Linked DNA regions of Cricetulus griseus: region 1 is linked to region 2. A link is a contact called in public Hi-C data. All regions are on one chromosome and are shown on one strand. Each heading gives the region's core, a stretch centred on a gene start, on an enhancer-like site or on the middle of the called end of the contact. The rest is flanking DNA. Distances are from core to core; before and after follow the strand shown. Region 1 holds the start of Zbtb18 (zinc finger and BTB domain-containing protein 18). Region 2 has its middle 47 kb from the start of CUNH1orf100.

Region 1 (4,888 bases), core at 1,690-4,189, 240 kb after region 2:
ACGCTGAAATAAAAGATCTCTTAAATATATATCTGAAAGAGAAATGAGGAAACTGGTCAAACTATTCTCCTAGGGATAAAAGTTGTCTTTCTTTTTCTTCTCCCCTCTTCTTAAAAAACAAAAACAAAAAAATCCCAACAACAAAAACCCTCCGGTTTCAAAAGCACTACAGCTGTATGCTGCTTTCAGTAATGCTTGCCGAATGTTTTGGAGAATAAAGTTTCACAGTGGAATTAATTACACAACAACCTAGCTTCTTAACCAGAATAATCTTCTCATATAAGTTTGAAAGCTGGATTCCAGACAGTTTACTGTTTCTGCCCCCCTAAAGCAAAAGGAATCTAAACAGCAGTGAACAACAAAAGGCATCTTAATCCAAAGTGATCTCAAAAAGCCATATTCCAAAGCCTTTCTTACCATCTGAAAACTTGAAATATTTCTGTGTATTAAAGTTATTTACTTGCTCAAAGAAAAGAAATAAAAATTCAAACCAAGCAAGCCCAAGACTTCCAGCTCAAGACCATCACTTCATGCTCAATTTCACACATTATTCATAAAGTGGATTACAAAAGTAATGTGATGTTTTTTTAAAAAAATTAAATAAAACACCCAAACAGAAAGATGCTCAATCTAATCTCTTGCTACTCCTACCTTTAGGACACATAAACTTGATTAAGTCCTTCCCTCGGAGTCTTGCTGGCTCCAGGTCTGTTACATCGGTGGAAAAAAAGCAGACTAAGAGAGACAGATGCAAAGTGGAGATGATGTTGGAGAGGAATGAGATACCTTCTCCACCACAGATCCGCACACACTAGCTCCCTGTCTGTGTGTTAGAATAAAAGGCTGAGGGATGGCAGGCTGTCAGCTGCTCTGACATCATGTTCAGATGGAAATGCTACCTCCAGCTGTGCTCCTTTAATGCCATATGCTACTCCTCTACACTCCTGCCACCAGCTTTTTCTTAGGAGAACTTTTCTCTTCTGTTAGTATAAACAAAATACTTCAAAGTCTTCCTTTTTTTCCCCCCAAACTTTCTAACAGAAGAAATTGAAAAACTCAGCATATGGAGTCCTACTGTATTTATGGAATCGCAACACTTCTGCCTCAAGTTGGTGGACTGGCTTACATATGACAGCACACTCAGGCTCGGTGCTATTCAGGAAACCCACATTCACTTTTATTCAACTCCAACGTCTAGTTTCAAAGGCAGCTTAGGGATATTTTTAAACCAACCCATTTGACATCTCCAGCCCCACTTCGGCATTATTACAGCATGTTTTTTTTTTTCCTCCCCCCGCGGAGATAATGGTAGACATCTCCAAAATGTTGGCAGACTTATTAAGAGCTATTACTTCAGCGTGGTTCACCTTATTATTTCACTCTTACTTAGCAACTTATCTGCAACTACCTCCCAGGAAAATAATTCACACTGCCACCGTGAATGCAGATTTCCATTCTCAGCGTCAACAAACTGAAACTGCACTTTGTGAAATCCTGGAAAGTATTTCGGTTCAATAAAGGCAAATTAATAAACCGACACAACCTGCTGCAGTCACTTAGGATGACTGTTTGGCCACATCTCATGTTTCTGCTCAGAAAAAGGCGTCACTTTGTCTTGCCCTTCTTCCCTATCCCTTTGGGCTAAAGGGTTGTGATCAGCAGGAGTGTAGACTTTGGGAACTTTCTTGGCTGGAGTTTGTGGGTCTTAGTTTCTAATGGCTGATGAAATGCTAAGGTAACCCGGGCTGGGCCGCCCGGTTCCCTGCAAGGTGCTGCGACAACTATGAATGTCAGACACATCTATCTCTACAGACTCTTGGGAGGTCGAGGAGTAGAAAAAAGAAACTGGGGCCTGAGGCGCAAACGTCCCAACCCGGGCGACAGCCACTCTTAGGCTCGCCTTAGAAAACGGAGGCAGGGAGCTAGAGAACAAAACCCCAACTCTGTCCTGCCCTCGCTCACGAGTCACTAAGAAACCTAACTTTCTCTAACTTCGCGGTGAATGACATAATTCTGAACTCGTTCTGGAGGCACACTGGGCAGACACATTACTTCCCTGCTACACACACCCTCTTCTCCGCGGATGCCCTCGCCCCATTCCAATATATCCGACGTTAATCACCCCGTTTACTCACTGGGGTGATGGTGGGGGTGAGTGACAGTTTAATGAGCCCCAAGGACCGCAATGGCCCGGAGACATCCCGTCCAAGTCTCGCTACCGCGGACCCGCGGGGGCTCTGTGAGGTTTGGGGTTTTGTTTCTCAGAGGTGGGGGCAGGGTGCCCCGGGTGTGTTTGAGGTTTTGGGGTGGAGGGGGGGGATGCAAATCTTCGCGCAGTTCGCCGTGCATAAAGCACTTGGGGAAAGAGGAAGGGTGAAACCACTGGGAAGGAGGTGCAGGGCAGAGAGCCGGTGCAGCAGGAAAACACCTTCCACAACGGCCGAGAAAACAGCCCCGGGTCGCGGCAACAACAAAAGAAAAGTCGCAAGAAGCGGCGCGGCGACCGCTCCCCGCCGCCGCCGCCGCCGCGCGCCAGCCCCGGGCCTCCCGGCAACCGCAACCCGGGCGCCGCGCCCTCCCCCCCGGCCCTGCAGCTGCACCGGCCCCGGAGCCGCGGCCGTCCCGGGCGCTGCAGCTGCGGCGGCCCGGACCCCTCCCCGCCCGCTCGCCCGCCCGCCCGCCGCCCTCCGCACGGGAGGCGCCGCCGCAGTGCACCGGCCGCCCCGCGCCGCAGCTGCCGGGGAGCGCGGCCAGGCGAGGCGAGGCGAGGCGAGCCCGCACCGCACCGCACCGCACCGCCGCCGCCCCCTCCGCCGCACTAACTAACTCCCCCGGCGGGACCCACGGCCGGCAGCGGGGCAGGGCGGGGCGGGGACTCACACGGAGCGGCCGAGTCGCCGCGTCCCCGCCGCCGTCCTCCTCCTCCTCCTCCTCTGCCGCCGCCGCTGGACTTGTGGGCGTCCTCCGCCGGCCCCCGCCCGCCGCCGGCCCCGGCCCGGGCCCGCGCGCCCCCGCCGCCCCCGCCCGCGTGGCAGCCTGAGGCGCGCCGCCGAGCCACGGGCCACTCTTTAACGGCCATCAGGCAGCCCCAGCGCGGCCGCAGCCTGCCAGACGTACGGGCGCGGAGCGGGCGGCGGGCGGGCGGCGGGCGCGGCGGGCGGGCGAGCGCGGCGCCGGGCCGGCGGCGGGCGGGGCGGGCGGACGACGCACACGCACGCACGCCGCGGCGCGCGGCCCAGATGTGGCCCCGCCCGGCCGGGCCGCCCCGCGCCGGCCGCTCGGCGATTGAGCGAAAGCGGCGGGCCCCGGTCGCTGGCCCGCCCTCGGTCGCAGCGTTGCCCAATAGAAGAGCGGCGTGACGGGGTGGGCGGAGGGGCGGCGGGACTGACGGGGAAGCTCGGCCAATGGCAGTGGCGGGTAGGAGCTGCCGCCCGCGCGCGCCAATCGCAGGGGGCGACTGTTGGGTGGGCGTGGCCTCTTCGAGGGGGAGGCGGAGTCCGCGGGCCGCGGCGGCGGCGGCGGCGCTGGCGCTGGCGGCGGCGGCGGCAGCGGCGCCCCTCTGGGTGACTTGGCCGTGAGAAAGTGAAAGGAGCCCGCAGGCGGCGGCGACAGCTGCGCGGGGAGGGGCCTGTTTCCAGGCTGGAGACGAGCGCGTTCTGGGGGTGTGGAGTGAGAGAGTGAGTCTGCGTGCACCGCGACGGCCTCGAGTGTACTTTTACACGGGGCAGGTGTCCCGGGGAGGCAGTGCGCGCGGGGCCGCAGCTGGCCGGGGCCGGCCTGGGGCGGCTGGGTCTGGCCCTCCTGCGGTGCTCGCTTGGGCCGCGTCCCGGGGACGCGCCGCGCCGCGCCGCCTCCGGCCTGTGGTGTCGGCCGCCAGGTGCACGGGGGCCGCCAGCTCGGAGCGGCTGCGAGAGGCGCTTTTTCCCAGCGTCCTTCGTGCAAGTTGCAGCTGCGTTTCTCCTCCCGATCCCCGCGTCCCGTCTGCACGCACGGTGACAAGCAAAGACAGTGCCCAGAGACCAGTCTGAGAGCTTTCCAGGGGGAATGAGACTTGTAGACGCTTTAGCCTGTTTCTTAATTGATGCTCAACGAGCCACGGCTTTGCCGAGGGGAGAGACGTTAATTTTGTGTGGCGCTCCCCTCCCTTCAGATAAACTTCCTCCGCCTGTACCTGTTCCTTGGAGCTGTGTTGATCAGTGCCACAGCAAGGAGGAAATGTAGAAGGTTTCTGCTCTCAAGACAATGGAAGGAAAGAATAACACACAAGTAAAAAGTTGAGTAATGAATTGGGAGGGGGGTGGGTCAAGACAATAAAACAGAAAACTGCATAGCGAGGAAGTCAACACACTAGTAATTGTCTAAATGAAATGTGTTTACTCTCTGCTAAGTGAACCCAAACTGGCAAGCCCTGTTGCTAACCAGCTCGATAGGAGACCTTGCAGCTGAGCAAAATCTTTCTCTCTCTTCCGGGTCAAACGGGTGTAAAGAAGTTGAAAGTAGTTGTTGGGCAAATCAGACATTGACTCGCTAATGAAGAAATACACACACAGAGTACCCAGGAGTTTAGAAATTTGATATTCTGTTAGAAATGGTAATGGTTTCTACTCCTTCTTCAACTCTTACGTTCTCATGATGGATTTCAGGGAAGGGGTGCGGTTTACACCTGTTTCAGATCCGACCCAAATTTCTTACTCCATGCTTCCCAGAAGAAATGAGACCCAATCTCAATCGGTTTCAAGCTATATGAGTTTACAAGTGTCATTTGGTTTGGTTTGGTTTTTTGAGACAGGGTCTTTCTACTGTCCTGGAATTTGTTATGTAGACCAGGCAGGCAAGCCTCTAAAAGACATCTGCCTGCCTCTGCCTCCCAAGTGCTGGCATCAGTGGG
Region 2 (5,129 bases), core at 183-2,682:
GTATATGTAGGTTTCCAATTTTTCAGGGTGATGTGTAATTCTATGATTAAATACTCTTGTAGGTCCTTTTCAGATGTCACCTGGGACTGAACAGGTGGCATTCTCTCAAGCCCCCAATTCTAGGACTGGTGAGAACCAAGGAGCCTCAAGCTACTGTCAGTGCATGGGTCCAGGTCTCCTGGGCACCAATGCTGTGGGCTCACCTGCCTCCTTCCAGGACAGTGCCTGCTCTGACTTCCTTTGCCTTCCACCTAGGAAGCCTTGCACAGGGTCCTGGAGTGGCCTCTTCTTCCCTTCCATAATGCTCATACCTGTCCAGGCGCCCTTGTGGTTACACAGAACTGTGATCTTGCCTTTTTTATTTTATTAGTTTTTTTTTTTAAATTGAAATTAGAAACAATCTTATCTTACATATCAATCCCAGTTCTCTCTGGCTGATTGTGAGGCCACTTGAGATCTAAGTCCTTTAGGAGTAGAGCTCATCTATACAACTATTTTTGTTTTGTTTTGTTTTGATCTTCTTAACAACAACAAAAGTGCTACCAATTGTTACTTATCAGACTTCTGAAGAGATCACTGTTAGAGAATGAATAGGTCTAAGAATTAAAATACCAGACCCTGGGAGGAGCTAAAGGCTGAGCATCAAATTTGGGGATAAGGGTATAAATAAGGGCACTTAGAGGCAGAGGTAGGTGGATCTCTGAGTTACAGGCCAGCCTAGTCTACACAGTGAGCTCCAGGTTATCTAGGGCTAACGCAGGGAGACCCTGTCTCCAGTGCAACTGTTTCTGCTAATATTGTCATACTTTAGAAACCGTGTTTTACTGTGAATAGTCAACACTTGCCTGTCCACAGGGGACTTTTCTCTTCTCACAAGTTTTTATTTTTAATTTTTATCGTACTGGATTGCATAAGGGCATTTTCAGACAAATGTATGATTGTCTTTGAACATCTGCCCCTCATATCCCATTACCCTCTCCCTATCCTATGCTCCCCCTCCTGTGCAGTGTGGAGGTACAGGAAGCCCAGCCTGCAGGGCAGATAGCTGGAAGTCTGAGTCACGCGTCCTCACCATCCACCCAAGGACCTGGTGTCCCTTTGGCTAGAGTGATACTTTCTCTTTGTAAAACTATTGATCTTGCTGTCAATGGTTACCCTAAGCTCACCTCATGTACCAGGGAAACGAGTGACAAATTCAGTGACTAGGGGACACAGAAAAGGCCATCTGTGAGCGAGAAGACACCCTGAGTGCCTTCAGAGTGTAATGTTGTCAGTAGATGGGGCAGTGGCTAGCTGGCTCACTGATCCTAGCAGAACTGAAATTTAGCACAAGGGGAAGTTTATAAAATTTGCATTTCTTTACCAAGTCCCTGGCTTGACAACAGTTCTTGGCTTCCTCCATGCAGCTGCGTAGAAGCAACAGCCAAACTCATCTTGTATTTGATGAGTCATCCTGCATCACCCATGTGGGACAGACACCCAGGAACTCCTGTGGCTGCTGTGTCAGCCTGCTGCTTTTCCAGAAGATGAAGTAGAGAGAGGCAGGGGTGAGGGTACATGCTTAGCACTTACAAGGCAGAGGTTTCATCTGTGACACTCCCAACTACACCAAGACTCTATTCCCAGCCCTGGAAACAGAAGACACATAACTAATTTCTCAAGCCCAGGACAATCAGACACTGTGGGGTATTGTGATTTAACTTCCCAAGATTCCTATCCATTCCTTATTGTTCACTTGCTGGCCCTAGGTAGAAAGACCAAAGAGACTGGCTGTACTTACATCACAAAAACACAAGTGAGAGGGTTTGGTAGTAGGTATATTTAGGAAAGCATATGACAGTGTGAATTTGTTCTCTTTATCTATTCTGAGGCCAGGGTTTCGTGCTATGTTGGGGTTGGGCATCAAAACAGGTTTTGAGTTTTTGAAGAAGTTTAACCAAGTGTGAGCATAGGGTCCGCTTCTCTAAGGTCCCTTAGTGTTCTTATGTGTATGTGCTTATAAAGTTTAAATGCCATTTTTTGGTTTTATTTTGGTTTTGGTATTGGGAATTGGACTCAGGGTCTTCCACATGCTGAGTCTGGGCTCCAGCACTGAGATACCCCGGCTCCTAACAGTCACTTTTTTAAAAATTTGTTTTTATTTTTCAAGACAGGGTCTCTGTGTAGCCTTGGCTGTTCTGGAACTCACTCTGTAGACCAGGCTGGCCTTCAACTCATAGAGATTCGCCTGCCTCTGTGTCTCGAGTGCCTAATAGATACTTTTTATTTGCCTTAACTTATATGAACCTCAGGAAAGTATAATAGCCATATTTACCACAAATTACATAGAAACCAGCCACAAAATGAAGTGATTTGTTCAAGTGAGAGTGACAAATGGCTGTTTGGTGCTTAAATATGCTCCTGTCTGTGTTTTCCCCAAGAAATATTATATGACTTCCTGAGACGCCTTAAACAAAATACTGTCGAAATATTTTCAGAGAGCCTTTCAAATATTTTCTACAGCCCTCCCTGCATTTTGTGAGGGTCGGGTTTGTCTAGACCTGCATATCCCCAACATGGCCACAAGATGTCAGAGTAATCTCGATCATTGAGAAGCTGGCTTCATTTGGGGCACCAGTAGAGGGCTTAGGTCCTCTTTTGCCCAAGAGAAATGAAAACCATAAATAAATAATAAACAAAACAATCAAATAATAAAATCGAGGAAGGAAGAAAAGAAAGCAAAAAGGCCTTGGGTGACTACATAGGTTAAATAGAATGGTGGGAAGCTCATGCGGCTTTCTTCCCTTTCCGTTTTAAATCAAGCAATGAGAGTTAGTTCAAAGGAGCCTCTGTGTCACCTCTGTTTGCTCTTGGAGGCAGGAGGTCAGGACTTGGGCCAGCCCCTTAGCGTACATTATTCATCTGTCCAGCTCCAGCTCTGGAACAAATGTGAAGAAATGAAGTCGCTTCAGTGGAGGGGAGACAGTGTTGTTATTGTTGCTGGTGACGGTTCTATTTGCCAACAAGCATAAAAACATACTTTGGAACCCAAACAGGCCTGTCAGAGGGAACTTTTGTTCCATGTTTGGGCTGGGACGCTTCCAGGGCGAAATCGGGCTGGCATTTGAACTTCAGGAGGCCAGGAGAGAGCTGTGCACAGCAGCCACTGACCCGAAAGGCCGGCCATCAGCTGCAGTTTTCATCTGGGTGTTATTTGACCGCGGTCCATGCAGCTTGGGCTGCCAACTGGGGTCACTGCTGTGAATGAGGAAGGCTGGCCTTCACTTTAGGGCTTTGGAGAGAGAAAGTGGTCCTGATTCTGCAGGATTTATCTGCTGTTGGGTCTCAATTACCCCAAGCTCGCTGGCAATGCCTACAGGATCCCTTTGCTACGTGGATTAACTACCCTGGGGACAAAGCCGTCTTTGCTGTGTAGGGCGAGAGTTTAGGGCAGAGAAATTCTTGGTAATGCCAGTCTCAAGAAGCATAATTCAGAAAGCCTATCTGCCTTTCTCTGCTACTGTTACATAATTCAAGCTGAAGGTCCCATCCGCAGCTGTCGGGCACCTCCTCCCTCTGCAGATGGGAGAAGCTCGCTGGATGGACCGGCTCACACTAATCTATCTATTTGGAAAGCGGGGTGGTGATAAATTATGACCATGGCGAATATCATTAAAATGCAGTAGCGCCAACAAGCACTTTGAATGTGAATTCCCAGTTCTCCCGCACAACTCGGCAAGGCTGTCTTGGACATTCTAATTTCACCTTGAACTCCCATGCTAAGCTCTTAGAGACTCCAGATCCCAAACGTCCCTGTCTGGAGTGGCAAGCTCCCTACAGGAGGAGCCTGGGAGTTTCTTATTTTGGATGAGCTTCTTATTTTGTAAGTAACAACTCAAGGAAATGAAGTGATTGCCCCAATTATGCACCTAATTGGTGGCAGATTAGGGACAAGAGCACAGCCCATTACTGCTATTTCCAATTCCACTCTCGCTGTCTTGAATTTAAACACACCTTTAGCTTTATTTTAACGTAATAAGTGAATTAATTTATTGCAGATCTGGGGCTGGAACTCAGGTGCTCTGAGCAGGCTAGGCAGGCGCTCTACCACTAAGCTGCATTCCTAGCCTGATTTATTTACTTCAGAAAGCCTTATTTCAGGCTCCAGTTTTCTTTCCACAGTCAGGCCAGAGGCCACCCAGAGCCTGCTCTGCTCCCAGCCTCCAGATTCATTCCTGTCTCAGCCACAACTACCATACCTTGTAAACCTCAGTTGACTCTAAAGCAAATAAAGTTAATTTTTAGCATTTAACCCTAGATATGTGGGCATTTAGGATGGACTAGGTTTCATAGTGAACACGGCCTGGCAGACTTCTAGAAAGAGCCAGATAGTCAGTATTCTGGGTTTGGGGCACCATACCTTAGATACCAATTTTAGATGAAAAGTCCTTTGTCATGATAGTTCCTGGCATGAAAACAGCCAAAATATACAAGGCACTGGGAATAGAGGCTCATGTATGTAATATCAGCACTTGAGTGGGTGAGGCAGAGGACAATCATGACCTCAACGTCATCCTGGGCTACACAGTGAATTCAAGGCTAGCCTGAGCTACGAGACCCTGTCTCAACAAAACAATAAACAGACAATAGAAAAAAGTAGCAACATAATGTATGAGGTGAATGAGCATGGCTTCCCGGGGATAAATTTGGCTCTCAGGACAAAATTTGCTATTTTTACAATAACGAACTCCATTTTGAGTTTCTTTTCTTCAGTGCATTACGGTCTGAGCTCTGTCTTTATGTATTGTTGGACTTGAGCTTGTGAGAGGGTGTCTAGGTCAGCTTGGGCTGCTTTGACAGAAGACTGGCTGCCTCAAACACCAGATATTTTTCACAGTTCAAAAGGCTGGGAAGTTCAAGGTCAAGTGGCTGGCAGACCCAGCATCTGGCGAAAACCCTGCCAGCCCTTGTAGGTGGCTGTTTAATAATTGTGTACCCACGTGTGTGTGTGTGTGTGTGTGTGTGTGTGCGTGCGTGCGTGCGTGCGTGCGTGCGTGCGTGTGTGTGTGTGTGTGTGTGTGTGTTTTTGCAAGCTCATGTGCGTGCACACACGCATAATCTTCCTCTTCCTTTTCTCCTCTTCCCTCTTC

The links. A called contact is a pair of places that touch in the nucleus more often than the background predicts.
Region 1: a Hi-C map of the CHO-K1 cell line shows a contact between it and region 2, with 5 times the contacts expected there. The contact joins the promoter of Zbtb18 here to the enhancer-like site in region 2. A contact is called at or near these places in 2 of 8 Hi-C or Micro-C datasets (the CHO-K1 cell line and fibroblasts).

What each region holds. Positions count from the first base shown.
Region 1 is chr5:16,378,257-16,383,144 of CriGri-PICRH-1.0, forward strand. Zbtb18 (zinc finger and BTB domain-containing protein 18) reads right to left here and starts at 2,940. Exons shown (of 2, transcript XM_027418870.2): 1 at 2,881-2,940.
Region 2 is chr5:16,140,254-16,145,382 of CriGri-PICRH-1.0, forward strand. No RefSeq gene overlaps it. Among named protein-coding and RNA genes, the nearest start is that of CUNH1orf100, 47 kb to the left of the region's middle. Within about 2 kb of position 1,433, at least 3 of the 6 cell types and tissues checked have open chromatin away from gene starts, as enhancers often do. A contact at or near this core is called in the CHO-K1 cell line and fibroblasts, where this site is marked.